Linked DNA regions of Mus musculus: regions 1, 2, 3 and 4 are each linked to region 5. The links are chromatin contacts, called in public Hi-C and promoter capture Hi-C maps. All regions are on one chromosome and are shown on one strand. Each heading gives the region's core, a stretch centred on a gene start, on an enhancer-like site or on the middle of the called end of the contact. The rest is flanking DNA. Distances are from core to core; before and after follow the strand shown. Region 1 overlaps Gm46781 (a long non-coding RNA gene). Region 2 holds the start of Prelid3b (PRELI domain containing 3B). Region 3 holds the start of Bcas1os2 (breast carcinoma amplified sequence 1, opposite strand 2). Region 4 holds the start of Ctsz (cathepsin Z). Region 5 holds the start of Aurka (aurora kinase A).

What was found. Promoter capture Hi-C pulls out the DNA fragments that hold promoters and counts their contacts. A called contact is a pair of places that touch in the nucleus more often than the background predicts. Capture Hi-C pulls out chosen DNA fragments and counts their contacts.
Region 1: a Hi-C map of CD8 T cells shows a contact between it and region 5, with 4 times the contacts expected there. The contact joins the enhancer-like site here to the promoter of Aurka in region 5. A contact is called at or near these places in 1 of 39 promoter capture datasets (pre-B cells), 1 of 484 Hi-C or Micro-C datasets (CD8 T cells), 1 of 115 datasets of contacts at active chromatin or transcription factors (large pre-B cells) and 1 of 9 other capture datasets (liver).
Region 2: a promoter capture Hi-C map of pre-B cells shows a contact between it and region 5, with 7 times the contacts expected there. The contact joins the promoter of Prelid3b here to the promoter of Aurka in region 5. A contact is called at or near these places in 5 of 39 promoter capture datasets (erythroid cells, liver, neutrophils and 1 more), 4 of 484 Hi-C or Micro-C datasets (B cells and the G1E-ER4 cell line) and 2 of 9 other capture datasets (adipose tissue and liver).
Region 3: a contact with region 5 is called in a promoter capture Hi-C map of liver. The contact joins the promoter of Bcas1os2 here to the promoter of Aurka in region 5. A contact is called at or near these places in 3 of 39 promoter capture datasets (the 3T3-L1 cell line and hippocampal neurons), 2 of 115 datasets of contacts at active chromatin or transcription factors (astrocytes and large pre-B cells) and 1 of 9 other capture datasets (liver).
Region 4: a contact with region 5 is called in a promoter capture Hi-C map of liver, with 3 times the contacts expected there. The contact joins the promoter of Ctsz here to the promoter of Aurka in region 5. A contact is called at or near these places in 3 of 39 promoter capture datasets (liver and pre-B cells) and 1 of 115 datasets of contacts at active chromatin or transcription factors (bone marrow-derived dendritic cells).

What each region holds. Positions count from the first base shown.
Region 1 is chr2:174,601,055-174,603,754 of GRCm38.p6, forward strand. It overlaps Gm46781 (a long non-coding RNA gene), which reads right to left. Exons shown (of 2, transcript XR_003953979.1): 2 at 1,758-2,219. It also overlaps a transcript of Zfp831 not described here. Among named protein-coding and RNA genes, the nearest start is that of Gm46781, 4.6 kb to the right of the region's middle. Within about 2 kb of position 1,422, at least 105 of the 459 cell types and tissues checked have an H3K27ac peak or open chromatin away from gene starts, as enhancers often do. A contact at or near this core is called in CD8 T cells and pre-B cells, where this site is marked.
Region 2 is chr2:174,471,632-174,474,331 of GRCm38.p6, forward strand. Prelid3b (PRELI domain containing 3B) reads right to left here and starts at 1,310. Exons shown (of 6, transcript NM_025531.2): 1 at 1,201-1,310. The coding sequence starts at 1,232. It overlaps Gm38546 (a long non-coding RNA gene), which reads left to right and starts at 1,380. Exons shown (of 2, transcript XR_867090.2): 1 at 1,380-1,958; 2 at 2,183-2,478.
Region 3 is chr2:170,354,912-170,357,611 of GRCm38.p6, forward strand. It overlaps Bcas1os2 (breast carcinoma amplified sequence 1, opposite strand 2), which reads left to right and starts at 1,450. Exons shown (of 8, transcript NR_040610.1): 1 at 1,450-1,487; 2 at 1,887-2,008. It overlaps Bcas1 (breast carcinoma amplified sequence 1), which reads right to left. Exons shown (of 13, transcript NM_029815.2): 11 at 1,337-1,402.
Region 4 is chr2:174,437,686-174,440,385 of GRCm38.p6, forward strand. Ctsz (cathepsin Z) reads right to left here and starts at 1,354. Exons shown (of 6, transcript NM_022325.5): 1 at 1,065-1,354; 2 at 480-643. The coding sequence starts at 1,213.
Region 5 is chr2:172,369,161-172,371,860 of GRCm38.p6, forward strand. Aurka (aurora kinase A) reads right to left here and starts at 1,410. Exons shown (of 9, transcript NM_001291185.1): 1 at 1,313-1,410. It overlaps Cstf1 (cleavage stimulation factor, 3' pre-RNA, subunit 1), which reads left to right and starts at 1,843. Exons shown (of 6, transcript NM_024199.2): 1 at 1,843-1,867.

The DNA of each region.
Region 1 (2,700 bases), core at 172-2,671, 2.2 Mb after region 5:
ATTCTCCCTTGGCATTCAGATGATTGCATCAAGGACCGTGAGCTATATCACTGTAGATTCATAGGCCTGAGTGTGTTTTAGCCCCTACACACCTCAAGTTCCCTGGCCACTTTCTTTCAGTCCTCCTCTGAAGCACCTTCGACCTAGGAGAAGGGGGCTAGATGGATGCTATAGGCGGGGCACACTGTTCATGAGGGACAGATGCGAAGGACAGGTCTCCATTAGTTATGAAATCCTCTGGTCCCTTCTAGGCTAGCCATACTTGAACCACAGGTACACAGTTACATCTTGGTGAAGCCAAGAGGAAAATGGTTTTTCGAGGTGCCTGGCCTCTGTTGGAGGTCTGACCATAGCATGCCATTAGCAACCTGTGAGAGCCCAAGGGGTTACTTCAGTGCCCCAGCTGCTGTGGATGCTTAGGGTTTAACCATTCACATGGAAGCAGACATGGTGGAAACATATGTTCCCAGAAGGAAGATCTGTCTCATGAAGGTGGTGGGGGCAGGGAAAAGTGATGCCTTGTGTTACGTCATCTTTGCAACTTGCCCGAAGGGTGGGGCCTGCCCAGTGCTACTTTATGGGAAGAATGTGGAGTCTTGTGTTTTAAGTTTTGGATTTTTATCTCTCAATACACTCCATGATCTATCCTCTGGTCTTACCGTACAATTCCTCTTCTTCACAAATCTCGAAGGAAACTGTCACTCTTGGGTGAGCCACATGTTTTCTAATAGTGTCCCTGTTCCCCAGGGTGAAAAGCTTGTCCTGGCAAAGCCCTTAGATGCAGAGCTCTCCCTAGTTACCACACATGGCTCATAGGCAAGCTTGACGGGCGTTCTCTAGTCTTTCCTGGTTCTCAGGTAGCCTAGGATGGTCCGGAACGTGCTACATAGTTGAGAATGACCTAGACAGTCTGATCTTCCTGCTGCCACCTTCTGATGGTGGGATGACAGGTGTGCTATGCACTCTGCAGATCACAAACCCAGGGCCTGATGCATGCTAGACAAGCGCTCTACCAACTGAGCCACACTTCCATCCCTGGCTCCTTCAGTCATGGCTCTGAGGAGCCAGTAGAACTGGGGCTTAACCTCAGATGCTGAGCTCTGCCCCATCCTGCATGGTGCCTAGCTTAGATAAAGACTTAAAGACTGTAATGGAGTAAGTCTAGCATCATACCGAATATGAATCAAGGAAAGCAGAATGCAGCCTGACGGAGAGCTCTCTGTAGATAACCATGGGGCTGGATTCCTGCTCCAGCCCCTGGACTGACACAGCCTGGCCCACATGCAGCCCCCTTCCACCACCAGCCCTCCCGCCCCAAGCTGTAGCCCCTGCCACAGCTTGCCTCTTCCTCTGTGACCTGCCACAGGCCTCACATCCTGTGAGGAGGCCCTAGAAACCAGTTCTGTTGATGAAAACACTCGCGCTCTTCACCACAGGAAGCATGGGCCTCACGTTCACAGTGATAACCGCCCAGTCTCTTCACAGAGAGTAGAGGGGAGCACAGACTAGCTTTGTACCTAGATTAGGAAGCATGTGTTCCCTCCCCTCCCCCTCAACAATTCTCAATTCACCTCACATGAAGCCTCCTGCCCCCCCTGCTTCCTATCCGAGAGTAGGAAGCAGGACATTTGGGAAACAGAGACCATGTCCCCCAGAGCTTTGTAAGAACAGTAAGAAAACAGGATATTAGTAATGACAGGAGCCCCCTGGCCTCGGCCCCAGGTAAGGCGTTTAGATAAAAATCTAGGACACCCGGCTAAATTTTAAATTTCAATTAAACAGTGACTATTGTCTTGATACAAGAAGGTCGTATAGAAGCAGTTCTTCCTAAAACACTACTCAACTGTTCCCAGGAAATATCAATTTAACTAAGAGTCCTGTAGTTTTGAGTTTGTGACAACTAGTCACTGAGGCCTAGGGAACCGACTTCTTCACCCAGAGGCCGTTCTGAGCCCTGTGCTGCAAATCAAGAGCTCCCTCCATGCAAGCAATACTTCACTCTGGACATTTTACATCGGGAGTTTTTGTACAGAGCTGTCTTGGTATGCATTGTCCAGAGGAGAAACTGAGGCTGTGAGGCTGTGCGAGTTGCTGAAGTGATCTGATCTGATCTGCCAGCTCCTAGACCGTCTCCATGCGTAGTACTCACTGGCAGTGGGTGGGCGAGCGGCGGCGCCAACTTCAGAGAGGCAGTAATAACAGGTTAGCTTGGGAAAGCTCTGTGCAGAGATGGGAAGGGTTGTGTCAACACATGCAAATTATATGCAAATACACTTGGCCCTCCTGGCAGGCTCACCTAGGTGGGAGATCCATGAGCAGTCCCCCATTGCCCATGGGCTTCTAACAGGGGCAAGGGTAACAGGTTGATAGCCCCTTGTGTTCCCAGCGCACGTGGGCTGGGGTGAGTGCACACCCGAGTTCTCGTGTTCTCTCTTCTCGGATGTGGATGTGAGGGGGCTGGTGTGGAGGTGGATACATGAGGCTATGGGGCGTGGTGATGTGTGCGTGACCTGCCACCTTGATCTGTGTATTCCCAGCAAGCCACAGGGCTCCTGTCTCCTCAGATAACCTCCTCCAAAGCTTTGGTGTTGCTCTATGGAGAGAAGGAAGCATCCCCTTGGGACTGTGTCTACTGAGATGCCCTAGGACCAGAGAGAGTCCTTGGAGGATAATCCTTTTCTCAACAATACTACAATTAGC
Region 2 (2,700 bases), core at 60-2,559, 2.1 Mb after region 5:
GGACCACAGCCCCTCAGTCCCAGAAGTGGTACAAACGTTGAGAGTCCCTTCTAGTTCTAGTAGTTTGTCCTTTCTGGGACACAGCAGGTACTCAGATATGATCTACTATGTAAAACTTCTTTTACAATTACCCTCAGTAATCAGGATTGGCATTTGTAGATTAAAAGGCACCATAAAGCTATACTATTAAAACAGTGTGGCAACATTGGCCAAGTGAGTGAAGGAGCTCAGATCATCTGGAAGTGGTTTCGGATGTAAGTCAACAATAACTATGACAAGATGACATTGTAGAATAGAGCACAATAAATCAGTCAGAAAGGAGGGCTGGAACAAGGCGTAAACCAGTTATTTAGGTAGAAAGCTCTGTTGTTCTTGTGTGTGGCACCATGAACCTGGGTGGTATAATTCCCAACACCCCACTGACTCTGATCCTGTTTCCCACTATAAGTTCAGAGAACCATAAAGCTGTGACTGGATGTGATAGCAGACACTGGCTATCAGTCAGCTGTCATGGCTGAGAGGAATAGGAAACAGAGGTGACAAATTATCTGCAAGAGCAGGCCCTGGTCTCTAGATCAAGAGATCTTGATCAAGAAATCAAGAGATCTGCTCTCCAGATTGACTGTCATCAATGTTTGGCATCATGGTAGCATGAGCTGAGACCAACAGGAAGACACTCCACGTGGGTGGCCAGCTTTCTAGATGTCCGTGGGGGTGAGGGGCGCTATAACATGGGGGATTTCAGTCAGAACAACCCAGGTCACTCAGGCCATCATGCCATCACTGGGGTTCAGCCACGACACCGTGAGTCTGTCAGGTATCAGTCAGGGCACTCCAGCCACCACAAGCCGTCGGGGTTCAGTCAGGTCCCGGTGAGTCTGTCAGGTATCAGTCAGGAAACTCCAGGATACCCTGGATACGTCGGCGCTCAGGACACCCCAAAACCCTGTGAAGCCCTCGGGCCTCGTGCTCTGTGACCCCTGGAGTCACTTCCGGATCAGGCTCGACGGCCCGCTCTTGTCTTCCGTCAGTGGCGACGGTGTGGGAGGAATTCCCAGGCCTGGGGACAGGGAGCCCTAGCTCGGGTCGGGGTCGTGACCTTGGCGATCCCCCCGAGTCCCGAGCTCCGCTTGTCTCGCTACACCCGACGCCAGGAAGTTCCCCGAGGGCGCCGGAGGCGGGCGCCGCACCCACACTCACTCAAAGACGTGCTCCGAAGTCCAGATCTTCATGGTGCCAGCTGCCTGCCCGGTGTCCCTCAGTGTCCGGGGACAGTGAGGCACAGAAGTTCGCCGGCCCCGCCCCGTCCCGGCCGGCCGGCCTCGCAGCGCGCAGGCGCCGTCGAGCCAGGCGCTAGGACGCCCGGAAGTGCCATCCCGCGGCCTAGCCAAGCCGGGTTTGGCTCCGCCCCGCGGCGCAGTCCTGCCCAGTCTTCTTGGCTCAGAGCAACCAAGCCCCGCCCCCCATGCTCGGCGCAATCAAGTCCCTCCTTCGTGAAGGCTCAGTGCGCCGGCGCAGAGCCGAAAAGTGAGGCGGCCGGCCGGCGCCGCACTACGCATGCGCGGGCCTTGGCGGCGGGACTTTTTGGCTGGTTTGGCGGGTTGCTGATATGTGTCTAAAGTTCTCATTGGATGTGGCTGAGCCTGGCGGCGTTTGCCAGAGTACGGTTTTGTGGTGTGGTCTTAGAGAGTTAGTCCCACCTCTTCAATCTAAGCAGTGGGGTGGCGGGACAGGGGTGGTTTCAATCAGCACCCGTGCCCTTGCCAGCCCAGGGTTGGTTACCCTTGGTGGAACAGGCCACCCAGACAGGGCTGGACCAATTGCTCTACGGTCATAGGTCATCTCCATCACCATTTCTCAGTGATGCCCACGCCCTCCTGTGCCTCCACAACTTCCTGTTACATATTCCTCAGCAATTACCACTCTGGAGTCATCTTGTTTATCTGTTAGCTCCCATTGTAAGTCATCCCCCAGAAAGCCAGCCCTGGCCTGTCTCCATCATGGCACTCAGCACCTCTGGATAGCAGGGGTTTAAAGGTTATTGAAAATGAAATAGTTATTTGAGGAATGAATTAATTAGGCCATTTAGTTTATCTGCTTGACTTCTAGTCTGTAGGCACGTGAGGGTGAGGCTCTTGCTAGGCTTGTTCAGTGATTTCCTCCCTGTACCTAATAATTACAGATGACATTCGTGAGAGAATGACTAAGAAGTGAGGGGGCAGGAGCGGATGGCATGTGGTTCTATTCAGAGATGTGCCGGGTAAGATGGACGAACTGCTTGGCTTGGGTTTCAGGTGTAGCTTCCCACCTCTGCGCACCCTGTTCCCCGCATCCTGTGCCTCCCGACAGAACAATTTGCCTTTTGAAATGACAGTTGGAGGAAAATCTTTGCATCTCGGTACTTAAAGAGCTACTTAGAATTACCCTTTGTCCCTAGTTTGTTCAATTGTTAAAAACAAATAAAGCCAGGTTAATTTAGGAGGGTGGATCATTTTTTTTTTTAAAATAGCCAAAGCAGTTTATATTTTAAAAGATAGAAAAATTATATTAGACAGGAAGGAAATAATATGGTTGGTAGCTGCTAAGTGTAATTTGTTTTACCTGGGGGATTATATATATATATATTCAGTACTTTGAGTGATTTCTTGGGGAGATAATGTTTTAAGGGCTGCTGAGAGGGCCCCAGCCTTTGTTAAGATG
Region 3 (2,700 bases), core at 200-2,699, 2.0 Mb before region 5:
ATGCAACTCCACTTCACCCCCTGAAAACGAATTCCTTTTGTGGTTATGTTTGCAACAAAGTAACAATTCACGTTAAATGAGGTCCTACAGATGGAGCTGATTTCATAGGCTTAGCGTCATTCTAGGAAGAGACACCAGGGGGCACTCTTCTTCCCTCGTTCCTCCTCTTTCCTCCCGTTTCCCCTGCAAGGTGGAAGGCAGCCATTTGCATGCAAGGGAGAGAACCTCGCCAATACTTTGCTTGTAGCCTTTCCAGCCAACAGAAACGTGTGAGAGAAATTCCTGTGGTTTGAGTCACTCACTGTATGGCGTTTCGCTCTGGCAGCCTACCCTGACATTAAATTGTTTATTGAGCCTCCACACCAGGAGTGTTCCTAGTGCTTGCCCAGTACTGATTCATCTAGGCAGGACGCTTGCTCTATGGAGTCTGCGTCCCCTACATCCTCCTAGGTAAGGGAACTGAGGGACTGGGAGATTGGCAATCTTTCCAAACAACTATAGCAAAAAAATCCATAAAAACAAGCAAACAGAAAAACCCTTTAAGCCAGGATCAGACCCAGTCCCTTTGAGTCTAAAACACAGGCTTTTAAGCACTTCTTTGTATTATTAAAGTTAACAAAAGAGCTCTGATATTTTTTATGGAAGTATCTATTTAAATTAAAAGAGTGCTGTATTATAAAATAGGGGGTTAGTAATGATGTTGAACAGCTAATTTTCCTCCCTCTGCCTCCTAAGTGCTGGGATTGCAGGCGTGTGCTACCATGCCTGGTTCTATGCAGTGCCAGGATGGAGCCCAGGGCTTCCCATGTGTGAGGCAAACCCTGTACGAAGAGGGCTGCGGGCCACCACCCAGCCCATGGTCTCATTTTTAAAGGAAGGCACCTGCACAGATGTCAAGCGTTCTGTTTGTCAATAGTAAAGAAAGCAAGGAGATGAGCATTGTTGATCTAATAAGTCTCTGTGCCAGACACCACAGAAGATGAGAGAAACCTAGAAGCACCTGCTTGCTCTACAATGTTCCAGACATGGGTGGGAAGGATCAGGAGAGACATGAGAATTGTTACAGCACCAAGAAGGGAGCAAACTCTATGACAGGGATGACCGCGGGGCACAGGAGCTCTTTGAGGAGGTGACATTTCTGCTAACACTGGAAGTCTGGGAAGAAACTTTCTACATGGAGAGAGAAGCGCTGAGGACTCGCCCCATACCATGTCTGTAGAGCCCAATACTGCTGGGTATACAGTGGGTGCTTAACCAGGCAATGTTTCACAAGTGGATATGAACTTCCAGGTCGCGAGGCTGAACCTGCCCGCAGGCTGAGTTCACGGTCACTTACTTGGCAGCTGGAGTCTTTCACGTTACTTTCTTCCGAGCGGGGGATCCCTTCGCTCGATCTCACTGACTACAACAACAAACAGACAGTATCCTTTCAGTAACCACAGCAACGGTGCACAGGTGCACGCACGACGACGATGACAATGACGACGGTGAACCCCCCTCATTTATCCTTGATATTTAGGATACAGACAGGAATGGAAAGGGGTCACTCGGAGAGCTGGGGCTGTGTCATCAGAGTCTGCTGAATTCAAGTATTAGCGTCCCGAAGGAACAACAATCAATCAAACAAATAAATGAAATAAAAATTATATATGAGCTAAATAGACATTTGCTCCTGTCTCCCCAGGAAAACACTTGTAAACCCAGCATTTAGGGGCGGGGGCAGTAGGACTATGAGATAGCCTAGGCTAAATGAGATCCTCTTTCAGAAGAAGGAGGGGAAGAAAGTAATGTTGGAAGGAAAAGGAGGTTAGAGATATGAGTGAATGAATGAATAAATGAATGAACTTGCCTGCTAACTTTTTTTTTTTTTTTTTTGCTACTTTTAGGCAGTGGAGGAGAGTTGAGTTAATGAGCACCCATCCTCCATCCTTTAGCGCCCCCTAGAGCCAGTGGCTTCCTCAACAGGGCGGTACCTAGTCAAATCTGCATCTTTGATTCCTTCAACCAGGTGAGCTAAGCAACCGGTTCCAAAGGTGTGGCCACAGGCCCAGAGGCACCAGACTCACCAGGGGACTCGTTAGAGAGATGTAAGTTCTTCACATCTGCTTAGATCCAGATCCACAGAATCAGAAACTCTGGGCCTGGGGCTCAGCCACCCGTGTTTAACAAGCTCCTCAGGGGGCTCTGAGCTGTGCTCTAACTGGCCACAAACTGTGCTGGTGCGCTCAAACTCCCACGTGACGTGAGGATGCGCGCTCATTGGTTAGTATCATCTCCTCCCAGCTGCTCAGGAAGCGGGGACTCCCAACTGCACCGCTATCAACTGGGATGTTCTCTTAGCAGACAGCACACACTCACAGAGCACAGCACAGCTCAGAACACTTCATCCTGATAACATGAGAGGCGGGTCGGGAGCTGGCCGGGTGGCTAAAGCACCTTCCATGCAAGCGGCAGGTGTGAAGACAGAGCCCAGACCCCAAGAGGCTGGGTGGGCATGGCGGCCATTTGTGATTCCAGTGCACTGGAGGAAGGTGGAAACAGGATTCCTGGCTAACATAGGCTAGTTGTATCTGAGAGCCCCTGGTTCAACCAAGAGACCACACCCTTAACACGTAAGGAAGACTCTCAACATCAGCCTCAGGTGCACATGTGCACAGGTACAGGCAAACATATATAAGCACACATACCAGACACGCACGA
Region 4 (2,700 bases), core at 104-2,603, 2.1 Mb after region 5:
CTTGGGCGGCCAGGCTAAGGTTCGAAGAAGAGAGCTGGGGGGGCCATTTCGTACTGGGGAACATGTTCACCTCAAATGCCAGCTGCTACTGAGAAGCAGTTTCACTTCCACGCCCCACAAACCAACTGTGAACTCAGTGATTTTGCAACACCGGTCCCATGGTTCTCAATGGCTGAAGTCACAAGTTCTGAGGAAGGGAAGGTTCCTGGGAGCCACTTGTCACCAGATTCCAGCCCAAGCCTGTCCCACAGAGGCCCTAGTAGGCCCACAGGAGAGAACTCCAGAATGACACAGCCACCTCACTCTGGCTGAGGGGAAATCCAAGTCTGAATCATGGTACAGGGCCATGGGCCCCTGTAGCCCCGGGCTATGGCTATCATGGCTCACCTAAAGGTAGATTGGATGGTGAAGTGCAGCCACCCACCTGGCCAAGATACTGGCCCTGCCCTAGGCTTAGCATGGAGCGCCAGGCCACCTACCTGCCATGGCACTGGTGCTGCCGTGGGCCCAGCAGGAACCACAGTACTGTGGGATGTGCTGGTTCCTGGTGACGCTGGCATAGTTGACACCGTTCACATTTCTCCAGTCCCAATTCTTGGGGAGATCCGCTGGGGACAGGTACTCATGCGGCCGAGGATAAGTCCTGGGAGGACATCATGGCAATGGAAACCAACTCTGGAACGCATAGGGCCTCCCCTCTCCCTACCCCCACCAGGGCCACAAATCCAGTCATTTCTCCTGTTGGCCTTCTTCCCAAACTGTGGTCGGTTCAGAACTTGACCCAGAAGAGCCACCAGCAGAACCCAGGACTATTGGAAGCTGAATGTGACAGAGCATCTCCGAAATACGCTAATGCTCACTAACAAAGGCAGTAGAGGCGAGAACTGCCCAAACCAGCAAACCCCAGAGCTCCCCGGATGTGAAAATCATCCCAAAAGGAAGGGATGGGATTTGTGCTTCCCAGGCCTAATGAGGGAGGATGGGGCAAGGTCCCAAGTGTCAGGGGGTGCGCGCCTGGCCTAGAAGTTGACCCTTTTCCTCCCTAGGCACAGCCCCGCGCCCACCTGCGCCCCAGCAGAGCCAGCTGGTCCCCGCGAATGGGATGGTAGCAAGTCTGGCCCGAGCGGAAGTAGAGTCTGGCCCGTGCCGCACTCGCCAACAGCAACATCAGCAGCACCAGGGGCAGCTGCTGCACCGACCCCGACGACGCCATGCTCCTGCTCCGGGCCAATTCGGATCCTGGATCACGCGCAGCACCTTCGACCTCTTGACCCGACCCGCAGGCCCACGCGCTCGGGACGCCCCGCCCGGTCCTTTAGGAGGCGCCCAAGTTGGACACACCCCGAGGGCGGGGCCTTCCCCGCTGCTCCTGCCCCCGCCCCGCCCCGCTCGGCAGCCCCCAGGAGATAATCTGCCTCACTAGGAATCAAACAACCGGATCAGCAGAACCTGGGGTCACACAACCAGACCCCAGACCTGACAGTGCCACCAGCCATTGTGATAACACGGACTGACAGCAAAACTTAAGTTTACTATTCAGAGACCCAGGCATCCTGGAGCAGGGTAGGGCTCAGCAGGCTTCCATTGGCCCACTCAGCCCAGATTCTTTTGTTTCTCTGCTCTGGAGTGTGGTGCAGTGTCCCATTAGGTTAGGTCTCCCTAGGAGCGCACAGAGATATCCTGAGGCTGGAAGAAGGTGTGGGTCATACCCAGCATTGGACTCTAGCCTGGCTTTCTGAGCCCCTCCTCTCCACCCCCCAAGACCCAGGCTTTTCCTGAAGAGACAGCTCTCCTTCACAGAGAAGGATCCTTCCAGGATTACTCTTTTCTTTTTTCTTTTTTTTCTTTTTTTTCACTTGGCACATATATCGTGAGTCCCTGGGGTTCTGGAAAGGGTCCCTGCTAACCAGACTCTTCCAAGATGAGGAACTGAGAAAGAAGTGGGACCTGGCCAGCCTAGGTTTCGTAATGGGAGAATTTCCCCTTCCCCCTGTGCCCCGTGAGCTATTGTCAGCAGTCCCAGGCCACAAAGCTATCTCTTCTTCTGTAAGAAACATCCCCTGGTGTTTTATCTCAGGCTCTCTCCAGGTGGTGGGTGTGAGATTCCTGATGCGCGATGGCCAGTGGGGCTACAGCCATTCCTCTGTCTGTGGATAGGGGCAGTCAGAAATCATAATGGCTGTCTTGCTGCCTGCCTTTCCAGATCACCCAGGATTCCAACAAGACTCAAAAGCCTGCTGGATACCTCCTGTCAGAGAGCAGAACAAGACCTCAGAAGCAAACTTGGGGCTACCCTTAACAACGCAAGAGTTTTGTTCCCTGTTGCTATAAAGTAGTCACGGAGGCAAATGAACACTGGCATCTGTATGTTGAAATCTTTCATCCTGGGGGGTCATGGCAACCTCTCCCTTCTGCTGGGTGGTAAGTAGCCTGGTAGGAATGAGGGCCTCCCAAGGCCCAGGCAGAGACCTGAGTTCCCTAAGCCAGTTCTCCCCAGTAGTGACCATGCATTGACCTTAGAGCCCTTCGGTCCACTCTGGGGGAGTGTCGCCTCCCACGTGGGTTCCACATGGGCTCTCTCTCGCAGGAAGGGGACAATTGGTCTTGGCGATTCTATGGCATCCCACAGGCAAGGTCTAGTGAAGAGCACAATAGGGCAGCAGCGTTTATCGGGAGAGTGTGTACTCAGTGTGCTCACGG
Region 5 (2,700 bases), core at 160-2,659:
AGGGTTCCCCTTTTCAGATCAGGGAAGCTAGGCAGGAGGCAGAAGCCCTGAGCAAAGGACTGCAGTTGCAGCTACCTCACACTCCTGGGCCCCAGACCAAGGTTAATAACCAGCCCTGCAGTTTAGCTTTCCCATAATAGCTACACCAGGGTCTTATCCCTAAGAGGTTTCTATTTCCTGTATTTGCAGTGGAGCCAGGATTTGTTTGTTAGGTTTGGATTTTTTTTTTGAGACAGGGTCTCCCTGGGTAGTCCTGGCTGTTCTGGAACTCATTATGTAGGTAGACCAAGCTGGCCTTGAACTCACCGAGTTCCTCCCTCTGCCTCCAAAAGGCTGGGATTAAAAGAATGCAAGACCACACCTAACCTTTATGTTTGTGGTAGAGACAAGAGTTCCATGGATCCCAGGCTGGCCTTGAGCATGCTATACGGTGGAGGATTACTCTGAACTCCTGATCCTCCCGCCTGCAGTTCCGCAGTGCTAGGACCACAGAGGTCATCACCATCCTCGGGGTTCCAAGTGCTGGGAATGGAATCCAGGGCTGGCTAGGCAAGCACCCTACTAACTGAACTACATCCCCAGACAGGCTCTCACTTATTAGCTGTGGCTGGCCTTAAATCGAAGGCTAACCTCCTGCCTCAGACTGCTGATGTAAGCAACCACACATTTAGGTGTGTGTGTGTGTGTGTGTGTGTGTGTGTGTGTGTGTGTGGTGGGGATGGAGGTGTTGAGGTAGGGACGTATGTGGATGTAATTTAGGCTGGTTTTTCGGACCTACTGTGTAGCTGAGGATGACCTTTGACTTGATCCTGCCTCCACCACCTTACTGTTGGAATAAACAGCGGCGGCCACCACGAAGGCAGTGTTCAATCCTAAAACTTCTGGAATATTCTACAAACTGAGCTTTAGCGGGTCTGCGCTTTGAAACAGACCCTCAAGTAGTCCCGACATAAACTGCTCAGAAGGCTGCGGGAAGAGCAGCACCAGTCCTGGGCACTCTACGAGGGAACTCCCGTTCATCCACAGACTCGTCGAGTCGACTTAGACTCTGATTCTCCACCCGAAGCAGTCCCCAATAAGCCGCAGTTCCCGCATCCACCATCGGTTTGCAAATTACTCGGTTAGCTGATGGTCTGGATCCCCATTCCCACAAGAACCTAAAACCAAGCCGGGAAATCTTAAACGTCTGGACCTTTCTTAAACAGAATGCAAACCCACTGAGACAGTCCATTACCCCGACGCCACACAGCCTTCCCTATCCGTTTGCAGCATCCAGGCTCGCCCTCAACAGCCATGTCCCTTTCCAACTCACAGGCAGGAACCTGCTCCCGACCGAAGCCTCCAAGCGATCCCGGTAGCTCAGCCGTTACAATTCAAAGGTTCTCCTTTTAAAATAGGAGTCAAACCCTCTACTCCAAGAGCTGATTGGCTAGAGCCGGAGCAATGCCGTTCTGTGATTGGCTCACCGTAAACGCGACTATGGGAAGCTCGTTCCCTGCCGTAGCTGGGCGCAGGCGCACTGAGCTGTCGGAGCCCGGAAGTGGTGCACCAACGGCCCGTCCGATCTGCGGCCGTTCTATCGCCCGCCGTGCTCCCCAGGATCAGGCGTTCGCCAGTCACACACAGCCCTTTGGATTCAAGGCAGTCGCGGAGGTGATTAGTTCGGAGACGGTGAATGAGCGTCTCGAACGTGCCAGTGAGTAAGATGGCGAGAAGGGCAGACTTGCGAGGGAGCAGGGATGCTCGGCGCTCGGCTGCATGCCCTTTGCACGTGCGCACTGGGTGTGCACTCCGAGCGATCGATCGGGCACGATTCGCTCCTCCATTTTTCTAGAAGAGAGCGGGAGACCGAGACCCTGATCTGCGGGTACGGGGTCAAGGGGGCGTAAGGAAGCGGGCTAGTGTGGTTGGCTAGGGTCTGTAGTGGATCACGTGAAGGACCGGGGCTAACGGAGAGGATGGCAGGAGGCCGCTCGCCCCAAGTCCGTGTCCTAGAGTTGGCCGGCCCGGCCTGCACCCCGGCTCTCAAAGGGCCTCGGTCCCGGTGGGTCCAAGCCGGAATTCCGCCCTGAGCAGAAGTGGTCGCGCGGCTTCGCTTTGGGCCCCCTGCATTCCCCGGTGTTAGCTTTCCGGGGGCGAGCTCCTCCGGTCTCGTGCCTCGGTGTCCCCTCCGGGAAGGATATAAGTTATCTGTGTCCCATTGGAAGTTAAGCGGGGAGTTAAGTAAAGGCTCAACCTCCTTCTCCCACCCCCGTTTTCTTTAAATGTCGTGATACAACCCCAGATGTTTCCTGACAGGAGTAAAGATGATAGGTCAAATGGTTAAGTTCTGGGCTCTGGAGTGTGCAGGCTCCCCCTCAACTTTGAGGGGAAGGGGAGGGCTTAACTTGAACGGGTGCCCTAGATTCTTAGAACACATTTCACCCTCTGTTGTGTCCCAATATCTTATGCAGGGGTAGATTTGTATTCATTTCTTTCTTTTTAAAAAAAAACTTATTTAGCTTTATTTTACATGCATTGGTGTCTAGGTGGCAGGCCCCTTGGAACTGGAGTTAGAGACAGTTGTAAGCCGCCATGGGAATTGAACCCAGGTCCTTTGGAAGAGCAGACAGTGCTCTTAACCACTGAGCCATCTTTCCAGCCCCCATTTCTTTCTAATGAACACGAATATATTGAATAGCTTCGTTTAGTGATTGGATG